2 separate regions of the Gasterosteus aculeatus genome follow, and region 2 is linked to region 1. A link is a contact called in public Hi-C data. All regions are on one chromosome and are shown on one strand. Each heading gives the region's core, a stretch centred on a gene start, on an enhancer-like site or on the middle of the called end of the contact. The rest is flanking DNA. Distances are from core to core; before and after follow the strand shown. Region 1 holds the start of armc3 (armadillo repeat containing 3). Region 2 holds the start of pkd1l1 (polycystin 1 like 1, transient receptor potential channel interacting).

Region 1 (6,922 bases), core at 2,130-4,629:
GACCAGCCGGCTAATTAGGTAACTCACGAATTCTGCCTTGCATTTAATGCTACACTGGTCAGAGGAAATGAGCCGAACAGAAGGGGGTGGTGGACAGGAGGTGTCTCTCTTCTCGGGCGAGCTGTGGCGACACTGCGGCGGCCTCGTGGCTGTGTGCTGTCGTCATGCCAACCGGCAACCATTGCCATCTTTCTTAGTCTACTGAACACAGAAAACCGTTCGATGTTTTCAATGGACAAGACAATGCAGCTTTTCAAACCAGTGACAAATCCAGTGTTATACATTAGGATCCATCCACACCAGGGACCGGCATACTAGCAGGGACCAACTCCCGTTGACGGATTCCCCAGTTACAGAAAGGCGAAGTGACTAGCGATCTTTTGGGCTAGATTATTGCTTAGCATTTATTTTTGGTCATGTCAGCAAGTGTTCAGCATAAGTGAGAGAGAATGGTTATTGTGCTAGTTTCACAAGTGCACAACTAAAGGGGAAAGGCTAATTTACAGAAGAAACACTTTGAGGCAGCCAAATCTTTAAGTGTGAAGTCAGAGCAGCAAAAAATAGATTGCAGAGAGACGAGACTTGTTCTATACTTGTAACGTCATGCAGACCAGAAGATGCTTTTGTGAAAGTGTTTTTGTAGACTGGTTAGTTTAAGTCTTCCACTAAGCTTCAGGAGTTACAACTTGAACTTCCACCCAAATCCTGTTCTGTAGAACCGTGAAACCTATTTAGGCTGTGCGGGATGCAAGTGTTAGGATTAAAGTCAAATTGGCTACCTGATACTAAAGTGCCATTTCCAGCTTCCCAAAAAAACTATATAACGTTTTTCCCCACAAAGCAGTTTTAAAAACGGCTTTTCTCAGCCGTGACACAAGAATCAGTCAGAGAACGTACACTGAATGTCTCGGGCCGCATAATCATTTTATTTATTTGCACGCATCTTGGCACTATTTGACACAGTCAACATTTATGGTCCGTTAGATCAATACAGGGGCAGTACTTTCCCATACTCTACTGTATTGTTTTAAGTAGCTGACTACCCGTCCCTTTTAGCACGTGTAGATGTTTATCTATTGTGCACCAGAGTGGATGCTTTTGACTGACAGGTCACAGTGGTCAGGGTGACATTTTCCAGAAGATATGCATGTGTTTGCATGTTGTCTCTGCAGGCATGGGTTGCATTCTCAGGCCTCCCCCTATAGTCATGCCTTTCCAGTATCCTATTATTAAGTTTAGTTTACTCAGTCAACTAACAGACATCAGCAATTTCAAACGTCCGCTTCTGCACTCCGTGGCAGTAACTGAGAGGCCCAATCAGTTGACCTGGCATGAAATTCCATTTTATGTTTCCGATGGTATGTGAAACATAATGCCTTATCAAGTGTTGAGAAAAACAGAAGGGGAGGTAGCTTAAGGCGTAAGAAGGAAATGTGCTGCCGGTGGTCCTGCTCGGTTATGCAATCCAGGGGAACAGTTTGAACATGTAGATTCTACAAACTTGTAAAAGGTTTTTCTTGTTGAAAGTCAGCGACCCATCGGCTTACAGACACCTAAATAAGACCAGAGTTTACGATGTGAGCCTCAATTACTCATTCTACTGGGCCTCCGTGGTCAAACACATGATTTAAATGATGCCAATCCATTTACATTAGCATTAAGAGATTCATTATTGAATTAAAAAAAGGCAGTCTTCGACTCTTACATGGAGGGCTCTTTCCTGCCGGACATTCTGGAGGATATTGCTTATACCATATATCTAACAATGCATCAAAGTGGTAATACTTTTTCAATGTGACTTTAGTCATCCGGTGATGCCAGGACACTGGATACTCCAATATCGGCTCATGCATGCAATGGAATCATCAGCTGGACCACAAATGACTTGCATTGCGTTCTAATCTCTGAGAGGTGTGGTCGGCATGAGGAAGACCAGAATTAATGGGGAACTTTGTGGAGTAATTATAGGAAATTGGATGCGATTGTTCTGTTTTACAGCCGCTTCTTCAACACCAAAACAGATTTAGTCACTATCCGATCAGGCATGTCGAATTGCGAAGAATGTGGAGACATGTATGAGCTCACAGGTGAGTCCTGACCTGAGGAATTATTCCATTGAAAAGTCAACTGCGATCAAGGCCAATACTCATCCTTCTCAAGCCTTTCAAGTGTTTTTTAGATGAATCCCTGGCGCTGCGTGTAGGTAAAACCTTGAGTACCTTACATAGATTGCAACCCGAGGATTAACATCGAAGCCAGGTGACTGTGATCCAGAAGCTATCCAAAAGTTTCAGATTTCTAGCTGTCTTGGCACATTAAACTACTACACTGACACCAAGCCAAAAATCAAATCGCACATTCTACACAGCAGGAAATAACAAACACAGCTAAAAAAGAGGCAGAATCATCTGAGCAGAAAGTGCTGGTGCATACGCCAAAAAACGGCACCACAATTGACTTCGTCAAAGGGAACGGTCTCCAACATCACGTCAAACTGCATCAACAAAGAAACAAAAGGTCACTAGAAGCACATCGGGCAATTCAGGAAGAATGGCAGACAAAGGATTAAGTATACTGAATGGTGAAGCAGGACAGATTGGTAAATTGGGCAAACAGAAGAAGATATCAATACACAGTAAGACCCTCAGATGTGTCACCTTTTACACCATTACCTTTCTCGTGGCAGTAATGTTTTAGAGACATACATACATATAGTAAATATACAAATGATCACTCTTCTCTTTTTCTACATTTTTGTAAGCAGTTCTCCTCAGACTAATCACCAGATGAAGTTCTGGAAACAACCTGGCTTTATTGTTTTAATCATATTCGGGGCAAACTGCGTAAAGGATGAAGGAGAGGCTATACATTAATGCGATTGGCCGAACTACAGATTGTATACCTCTGTTGTCTGTCTGCATCCCCACGTGTGATATAATATAGTTGTCAAATATTGGGTAAAAAGGTGTAGTATTAAGGATTTAGTGTGTCCTCTGCTTGATCTCTCTCCCTCTGACAGTTCTGACCCAGTGCACATATTCCGTAAAGGAAGAGAGAGAGCGCCCAGATAAGCTGTCTCGCAGGGGAAGATCTGCTCTCTCATGACACCGAGCAGCTTATCCTTCATGAGCACAACAGGAAACCAAAGAAGACTTTGACGCGCGTGCACACACCCGCACGCGTGCACATTTTGAGAGCAAAAATTGCACACATATCGAAATCGTGCAAAAACGAACGACATGTAACATCAACTGAGCTAAACATAAAACATAGATTTGACGTACGAGCGCAGGAGCTGTAAAGTACGAATGTAAATTCGTACTAATTTACATTAACAGCAACGTGAACGTTACGGCCGGACAGCTGTCATCTCACATTGCCCGCAACGACAGAACGGACGGACAGCAAGGTCGACTGTGGCACATCCCCCCCAAAAAAAAGGTCGAGAGGGACACATAACCGTGGACCACACGGGGTACGTTTGGCCGGTCTGACTCACCGAATGGTTGACTCCCCACATGAGCACGCTGAGCAGCGGGTCGCTGGCGCGGAAGAGCTTCACCTTCTGAGCAACGAAGTGCTTCTTCTTGGTCTTCGTTTTGCTCGCAATAGCTGCGGCGAGGCTGCTCGCCGAAGCCATCTTTGGGCGAACTGGTTGTTGCTGTCGGGCGGTCCGTGCGATAATCCCGACCGCGTCTCCCCCCGCTGAAGCTGGCACAGTGGCCACTAGCTCACCACTCCGTGACACCAATGCTATTCATTCAGCCTGCTCGCAAATCAAAAGTGCCCGAATTATTATTATTATTTTCTTCCTCCAACGTCCCGGACGGTTTGCGCTGACTTTAAGTGGCTCTGCCTCGACGGGGGAACCAGACTACGGACGTGTTCGCGCTAATACTGCTGCTCCCCTTCGCCTGACACTCCGCCGCTTCCCTCAGTCCACATCACAAGTCGCCTCTCTTCCTTCCTCGACTCGGGTCTTGAGCGCTCCGCTGCGTTGTGATGCAAGGTCTCACCGAGCCTGCGTTAGCATAGCCGAATAGCGGTCTAGCTAGCGAGCGAACGGTAAAATGGGTTTGAATGATGACACGTATGGGACGAGAGCAACGTGCTCGGCTCGGCTCAGGGCACGCAAGTTATCATGCGGTGTTAAAATAAATTGTTTAAAAAAAAAAGAGACATTCGTGATGCCGACTGGCTAGCTCAACGTCCCCTGACAACCGGCTAACGTTAGTCCCCCTCGACCTTCGTTAGCGAGTCGGCTACGTGACGTTAGCCAAACGGACGGAGCGGAGCCGGGGTCTCCCGTCGCCAACTAGCAAACCGTTAGCCCGCGAGCTAACAGCGGACAGCAGTCAGTGCGCCGGACTAGCGAGGCTGCTCAGCCGTCCTACGCGCCCTGCGGTCGGTCCGCGCGGGTGACAGAGGAGGGACCCGTCATGTTCTCGCCCCGCCTGTATAGAAACGCCGAGGAGCGGTTATCCGCACGTAGATCGACGAGTGACCCGACTCCGCTCGCGGCGACGAGGTTCATGTGTTCTGCTGTGGACTGACAGCTCGACGGGGGGGGCGTCGACGGGAGGGAGGGGGAGGGGGAGGGGGGGGGGGGGGGGTGACAGCCTGCAGTGTCTGCGGCTCTTATTCGCTGCAACCCCCCCCCCCCCCCCTCCAACGGGCCTATGCTACTTCTGTTTTTTAATAGCCCACAGTCGTCTCAGCATGAATTGGTATTCACATGTCGTTTTGACATTTGAAACGCAATGAATGCAAACATGTACATTGGCTGGACGACTCTTCCTTTTTTTTTCTTTCGTAGGGCCGTGCGCGACATGCGCGCGCGTGTTTGCTTGTGTTCGCAGCTCGTACAATAGTGAGGCGTTAGCAGGTAAATCCCGTGCATCGTCCCCACCATCCCCCGTCCTTGGCTCGCTGTCGTTTAGATTAATCTGAGCCTCATTCCGGGGGGGCAAGCAGGGGGGTGACAATGTCCCACGCCGCCTCTATGAGTTATAACGCGCGTGGAGGTCCGGTGCACGCTGCGCTCCGTGCCTCTACCGGAGCAAGCAAACCGACCGGGGCAGGACAAGTCTGGCATCATGTCGACGCACATGTGCACGTATGCACATATGCACACATGCACTCACACACACACACACACACACACACACACACACACACACACACACACACACACACACACCCACCCTTGACTTTTGTCCTGCTCACCCCCCCCCCCCCACTCCTTTCTTTTTGAGGATTAAGCAAACCCATTGCAGATAAATGATTGCAATAAAGGATTCATGTTTCCTGCATTTAGTTGCACATTTTTGTTGTATTTTGTTATGTAATTCACCAATTAGCGGTTATTGCTATTTAACTTTTCTGCGTCAGTCTTTACGAAATATACGTTGACATCAGTCATCTTCGCTTCTGAAATGTCACAGATTAGAGATCTGGTAGCTTCAAGGCAATGCTCGAGTCATAGACAGGATGTATTAATATAACTTGGTCCTAACCCTTATAAACTCAACGTAGCGTGGGTTGCCTAGCAACGCCGCGTCAACCTGATTCTTTTCCACAACACAAAACATAACGTTACACGCCGGCTCATTTCTGGACGGATTTTCGTGTCAATCGCGCATTTCGGAGCGGTTCTTTAGCTCGCAGTAAGTCCCGCGTGTGTATCTGAGGAGTGAATCGCTAATATTCGTCTGCTTGGTTTTAACCATTTTGTGAACACTGCTAGCTTTGCTGAGATAAACCACCTATAGGTTAGCTTGTCCTTTAGCCAGCATATATATACTACTGCATGTCGTAGGGTTGATTGCATTGATCAGAACGATTATCTGTGATTAATAAACTTAGAATAAAGGTTGTTGAGCTCTCTACGTCACAGAATGGGAAAGAAAGGGAAGAAGGGGAGCGAAACTCCATGCGCGGAAACGGTGAGAGTAAAACCAAAGCACACTTTTCCATGTCCATTTAAAAATATAAGCGTCTGAAAGGATACACAAGACATCCGATCAATCACAAGTAAGTGTTTAAATGTCCCCTCTCTTTCCTTACACGCCCCCGCAGTTTGAGCCGCTTCCCTTTGAGGGCAAAACTCCAGCAACAATAGTGCTGCTGCTCAGATCTCTAGAGGAGGACATCCTCGCCAAAGCTTGTGAAGCAATCCACATATTTGCAGAAAAAGGTGCAGTAGGCTACCCGATTTTTTTTTGGTCAGCAACCATGCAGCGGAAAACCACGAAATGTGCTCGTTGCTAACCACTGTCTAATCTTATTTCTTGCTAATGTCCTATGATACCTACACCATCAATCTCATTCTATTCCATGCTCGTAAGCAGCTTGTATATTAAATATTTTATACACCAAGAATCAAAATAAAATTAATACGAGTAGTATAATTATTTGCATATTACTATAATGAACTGTTATTCTTTTATCTCCCCTGCTTCATTGACACATAGTAAGTGACAGGCCTCAGGTCTCTCACAGCCTCATTTCCCTGCTCATGGTCTCCCCCTGTTGTTAGGAGACGAGAACAAGGTTTCTCTGGTGGGACTGGGGGCACTGGAGCCCCTCTGTCAGCTTATCACTCACATGAACCGGCTGGTCAGACGCAACGCCTTCATGGCCTTGAGCATCATGGCCGGCAATGGTGCGTCAGACAACATACAAAATCAATGCAGAACAACACGCACTTGTCAGATGATTGAGTGTATTGAGATTTCTACAATTCACTGTTTTCGTTGACTGGTGGATTTGCTCTCTGAATGTGTTATTCGGTTGTTAACTTTGTTTTATATCTCCATTTCAAGACGTAGTAAGGGTTGCTCTGAAAAAAATAGATGTCATTCCATCAATCATTGACAAACTGTCACCTGAAGGTGAGTAATTTGAATCTCAAGTTGAATAG
Region 2 (6,193 bases), core at 1,299-3,798, 130 kb before region 1:
TGGCCGTCACGTTGTAGCGGCCTGCTGCAGTAAGAGACACATTCACGCTCCAGTCTTCGGTTGTCCTGCTTATCCCAGCGTTATTATCCAAACTGAAAGTCCAAAGAACTCTCGACCTCGTTCGGCTGACAGGGCCGACGACCCGCAGGTGGACTTCTGTGTGCGTTGAAACTGCTGACTTCCAAGTCCGGGAGGAAATCAGCGCACGCGTGATTTCGTCCACCACAAAGGCTTGAGGCAGCAGGTGGGAGAGCGACACAGACGTTGGGTCAGAAGTGTAGAGAAGAGGCGCTCTGAGGCAACTTTCGTCGGTCTACAATTAATTGAAGAAACATGTGGGATTGAGGGTTCATTCAAAGGAATGGCAATACTTACATATTTGAAGCTGATAAAAGACATTGAAAGGATAATGAAAAAATAAATAACACATTATTTTTAGATTTTAACTCTTTAATATCACTTTCTATGAAAAATGATTTGTCATAAATCCAGTGAGAGGCTGGACTTTAAAGATAAGCAGGTTGTCCTTAACATTCCTGATTTATTGCAATGTAAAAACATTTTTAAACAGCTATTGGCTGTCATTTAGCTTTGTTGATCCATCTTGGTAAATTTTATAAGAACATGTACTTAATGAAAAATCAGAGACCTTGAGCCTTAAACGCTGACAACATTCAATGTAAAAGTGCTTCTCCGTCAGCGCCACTCACCACAGTGCTGATGGAACAGTCGGATGTGGGATTGCAAGCTGCCTTGACAACCTTCTTATCTTCCTCCTTTTTGTCGCGTGTAATCCACCGGAAAAACTCCTCCGCCACACCATCGGCCATGTGTGCCTGCAGCGTGACTGGGTCACCCAGGTACGCCTCCTCCACTGTCTCTCTGTTGGAGCCTCTTGGGCTCCTGGGGGAGACACCCAGGGGGCCGTGAGGCACAGAGACCACCATGCCGTCTGGAGAGGGCTGCAAGACGGAGAGGTGGAGGGTGGAGGAGGCTGTTGAGAGGGGGTTGGAGACGCTGACGTCTACACAAAACAATGACAGGGTAAATGAGAAAGAGGGTGAAAAAATAACAATGCATGTTTTTCCTTGATTCATTGTTCTCCATTTGACTAAATTTGCTTGGTCTAGTTAACTTACTGAGTTGATACTTTCCTGGCGTTGGCAAAATCCAATCAGATGACACAACAAAGGAGCCGTCATGCAACACATTGACGGGGCGTGATCTTTGACCCGTAGAGGTCGTTTCCCGAAACTCCACAGTGACGTAAGAGAGGTCCTGCTCTCCTAGACCCGGAATCCCTAAAAATCAGAAAAACTCCTTTAAAACAGAAAAGTAGAAACAATAATGCTACAAGGAATTAAATAAATATGTAGGTTTTAATCAAATACGTATTATTTTTCTCTGTGCGGAAATATATTCTTTCACATACAAACTCATTAACAGGCCCATTCTGGAGGAAATATTGGTCAGAACAATCTAAATAATAAGAATACTTTCTCAACCGTTATCATAAGCAGTTGTTTGTATGACATCATCATATTTACAAATTCTGTATATAAATGAAATTATTTCATAAATACAATATATATTTTGAAGGAATTATTGTTGATGATTTGTGTCCATATTACAGTCCGACTTCACTGGTAAACAAAGTATTATAGAAAATATGTTTTCCACTGAAGCTTAAGTAGCTTATTTATAGTTTATTTACAATCATTTGTATTAACATCTTTTATGCGAGGTGACTGTGACTGTTTTTCAAAAGTAAATTATTTTTGTAAAATCACTAAACCTTTCAAAGTTAAAATAGATGAAAACATTAACAATAACAACACTGTCTTTCTAAAATTCTGTTTCCTTTTTATCTTCTGTATCTGTATCTTCCTCTAATAATTTCAATAATAATAATAATTGATAATGATAAATACTATATAATTAAACAGAATTAACTGTATAGTACAACTCATTGAAGTAAAAACTATGAATAAGTTCTAAAATAAAAAATTGCACACGTAAACTAGGTTAAAAAAAGATTTTCACTCGTAAGTACTAGAGGAAACATCAAACGCCATCATTTGTAACCAAAAGAGTCGAGCCATGTGTGGAACTTGAAGAGTCCCATTTCCGAGAACTACACTTTGTGTTGAGCAGCAACCTGTGGGCTGTTTGGGGCGTCCAGCCAAGTTTCCAGAAACTTCCATGACAAAAGTCTTTCCCGCCTGCACATTGTCCGGAGACGTAGACAGACGAACGCTGTGCAGAAATGGTCCTTCAGTTCTGTAGAGGGCCACACATCCCTGTTCACCTCCAACAGGAAAGTAGGGGACACTGAGGAAAGGACAAGATTCACAAGTCAGACACACACACAAAAAAAAAAAACGTGGTACTGACGTAAATGTTTTACTCATGATGGCAGGAAGAACACAGCCGTCCTCGGTCACTGGTGGATCCAGGCATGAATCAGAGGAGCTGAAGTTACACTGAAGGACAAAGGAAAAGGCAGCAGTCCGTCTCACCTCTGTCTCTCTCCTCTGTCATCTTTTGTCCCTCCACTGGAAGATGTGTTGAAACAATCACTGGCCACAAAACCATGTTGCTGGTTGCCGCAGTAACAAGCCTCCGAGGTCAACGCTGCAACCTGGTACCTTCAACAACAAATACTGAAAGTTGATGAAATACTGTTCTGCAAATGCATCATCAAATGTTTTTCAGCAATAAGCCACATAGTTGAGAACAATAAAAAGATACTTGTCTGAGTTATGCAGAAGTGAACTAATATTTCTGACTGAGCAGACCAAGCACACATTGAATTCTATTGCAAACGATCTTGATTTTGGACACTAAAGAATTATTTTTTGATGTTTACTCTTTTGTTTGTCAACATCCTAGAATTAGGTAGGCTTGGTCTGGTGTTTGGAATTATATTGTATGTAATATTTGAGAATAAGAACATCAGCTACAAAAAAAAATGGGATCAGACTGAGTTTTTAGAAGAATTGTATATAATAATAATTATATATGTGTAAATTGCTCTACATTACTATCACAATTAGGAAAGTAACCGTGACTAATGACAAATTTAAAAAATGACACCGTGGATTTTCTCCGTAATTTGACAGAAATAGACACAAATCGACCTCAGACTAAATGCAAACGATTCAACGGGATATGTCCCAGCCACCCCCCCCCCCCCCCCCCCCCTTCCCCGCCAACGTACCCTTTCTCTAAGCAGCGAACGCAGCAAGAGGCCGGGTCAAGGTCACGGGCCCCCTCGGTCCTGTATAGGCTGCTGCTGGCGCGGACGCATCCAATGAACCACGGTGCGTCCTGGCGATCGGGAGGAAAAGCTGCCGCAGACCAGCGGGAGCAAAAAATCGGATGCAAGGAAAGGAGCGCGCAGAAGGAAGCAGCGAACATGTTCGATCCGCGAGGTGTCCGCGCGAAGGACGCAGCTGGAGCAATGAGAGCTGCGGGTGGGCTGAGCGGAGTGAGGATAGAGGAGGCAGGTGCGTTGACACCTCCGACTAGGTACATGCAGGTGTGAGGGGGGGGGGGGACAGAGGGGGACTGAATGTAAATGTATCTCACTGTGTGTGGGGGGCAGGATGGGTGTGACGGAGGCGGAAGCTCTTCATCGAGGCAACAAAAAGAGCAAATCACCTTCAAAGACGTGCGATAAATGAGTCCGCCTGAATTCGGTGGCCACGGTGTTGCGTATTTCTTCTCCGCTGGCGGAGTTCTTCTGTGTTTCAACATGACGTTTACATATTTAAATAAATGTGCATCCAGACTATACATGATTATGCTCTCTATCTCTCTCCACAAAGATCACCAGTCAATCACAAAATTGCAATGGGCAGTATAGGCTTTTACACGCATAGCTGTCCAAGCACAGGTAGCAAAGGATTAAAAATAAAAAAAATGAAAATGCCTGTTTCCCATTGTGGTCTAAGATACTTCTTTAAACACAAACATTGTAAAATGTTGTAACCTTGTAAGAAAACAAAAATATGGGAAAGTGCAATGATGGTGGTTTCTGTTAAATATTATATTTGATAGCCATTTTAATATTCATTAAACAGGCCTACGGTCCTCAAAAAGAAGGAAAAGTTTTTTCAGACATGTTTGTGAAACAAGTATGCGTCCTGCCACGAAGGAAATATTTAAAGCCTTATAGTATTTCCCTTTATGGACCAGCCTCTTGTCGCTATGAACGAGCAGCATATCACTGGGAAGCGAAACCAAACATATAATTGACTGCAGTGTGGACACGTCAATGTTAACTTTTTTTTGTCAACAACATTTCTTTTTCTGAATCTGGATTTTTTTTAAATCCTACAAATGAGTTAAAGCGGTGGATTAGTATATTAAATTGTCACGCTGCCCGGGTCCTGGTCGCCTCATATTTAACTAAATCAAGGACTTTCTTCAAAAGAAATGGAATGGAAAGCAGAAACACATGAACCCCACTAGCTGGGGTAAGTTTTTTTTAAACAAAGTTTATGAAAATTGAGATCATAAACTCCAGTGCGAATCCCTTTAACGTATTGGTATTTTTTTAAACACAACGGAACCGTCGGAAGGGCTTCGTCTGGGTCCAATTCACCCCGCGAGCACCTTCCTGGGGAGAAAACCAGAAGGGTCCTCGCTGCGCAGCTAACTTCCCCGGTCCACCTTAAAAGACTCTTCCGCTTCCCCAGACCTCCCCTTTAAGAGAAGCTCAGGCGCGTGCGTGCGGCCTGCAGGCGGCGCTGTGAGACCGCGCCATCTCCTCGCGCTGCCTTTTAGCAGCGAGAAACATCATAAAGGGACTCAAACCAGCTTTCTCTCTCCGTTTGTTACACACAATTCCGCAGATTTTGTTGATTTCGTTCCGTCTCTCCAATCGGGGACTCGCAGACGTCCCACGTTACAAGAAAATAATCAGACATTAGTGACGTACACGAACGCAAACACGTCTCCTCCCCCCCTAAAAACTAAAAAGCGGGATTTTTTTTATTCAACTGCATATATGAAATCTAATTAACGGGAGGGAGACCTATATTTCACTCACATATAACCTAATTACTAAATTGGGGTAATTGCAAATTAATTAATTTATGAAATACACAATGCAGTGTTGGGTGCGGGACCCCCGGAGCTCACAGACCTCCTGGTTCCCCGGATCACACTTGGAGGGGCATTTTATGACCAGACCTCCAAAATGAAGACTCAGCGCCGTGCCCCCCCCCCCCCCCCCTCCTCTCCCCTCCTCCCCCGGGCCCGTGAACTCGACTAACCTGCTTAATTCGTTAAGCGCGTGCTTTGCGTGCAACCTGTGCGCGCGGCGATACGACCGAGAAATGATTTGGTCAACGAAATCTCGACGCGTTGCGCCGCGCCACGACGGAGCGCCGCATACTGTGGAGACGGAGCGTTATGTAAGCGCCGCCTCGGAGCACAGCTGACCCTCCGGTGCACCGTGGAGGCTCTCGGGGTTGGAGCAGTATTGGAAATAGATTTAGTCCCATAAGCGTGTTGTGGTGGAGTGGAAAACCAGCCCGTCAACTCTGTGTACTTTGGATCAAATATTAACGCCTTTGTGAGGGCGGGGTGGGGGGTGAGGGGGGGGGGGGGGGGGGGGGGGGTAAAGAATGGGATAAATTGGGATGTGGTATGAACATATGTACTTAAAACCGATTTTTTTTTAAGTAAAAACGTAATATGTGTGTTTTTATCTGGTGGTAAGCAAGTGGTGACCATATGTGACCCCCCCCCCCCCTTTCTTGCATCTTCCGATCCGAGAATAAAGTACAGAGATATGTTTGTAGAAAATTATTTTAAAATGTAATTTACATGACCAATAGGCCTGATCTCATCTCATCCCTTGTCCCTCAACATTGTTAACAAAAGATCCAACAGCTCCAATATTCTTTTGAATCGTGGCGGTTTCACGAAAAGTCTCATTAAGTCATTGGTTTCTGAACATGTTCTAATTTGCTTTGTCATTAGTTTTTAATAGCTAAAAAACAAATGCAGGACACGTGAAACCTTCTGACCCGACAGCACTCTCTAAAGCAAGGATCAAACCAGTTCATTATAACAGATCATTTATAAATCGTGCCAGTAGGATGAAGCAGGTTCAGGTGTGGCCACAGAGGTTTTGAACAACTTAAATGTGACAAGAATCTGTGACACAAGCGCTCCATTT

Evidence for each region. A called contact is a pair of places that touch in the nucleus more often than the background predicts.
Region 2: a Hi-C map of skeletal muscle shows a contact between it and region 1, with 2.4 times the contacts expected there. The contact joins the promoter of pkd1l1 here to the promoter of armc3 in region 1. A contact is called at or near these places in 2 of 6 Hi-C or Micro-C datasets (both in skeletal muscle).

Annotation. Positions count from the first base shown.
Region 1 is chr21:13,045,394-13,052,315 of fGasAcu3.hap1.1, reverse strand. It overlaps armc3 (armadillo repeat containing 3), which reads left to right and starts at 3,379. Exons shown (of 16, transcript XM_078095829.1): 1 at 3,379-3,475; 2 at 6,539-6,664; 3 at 6,825-6,893. The coding sequence starts at 6,607. It overlaps pip4k2aa (phosphatidylinositol-5-phosphate 4-kinase, type II, alpha a), which reads right to left and starts at 4,670. Exons shown (of 10, transcript XM_040166606.2): 1 at 3,500-4,670. The coding sequence starts at 3,640.
Region 2 is chr21:13,174,230-13,180,422 of fGasAcu3.hap1.1, reverse strand. It overlaps pkd1l1 (polycystin 1 like 1, transient receptor potential channel interacting), which reads right to left and starts at 2,548. Exons shown (of 53, transcript XR_013454053.1): 1 at 2,159-2,548; 2 at 1,140-1,301; 3 at 711-1,024; 4 at 1-313.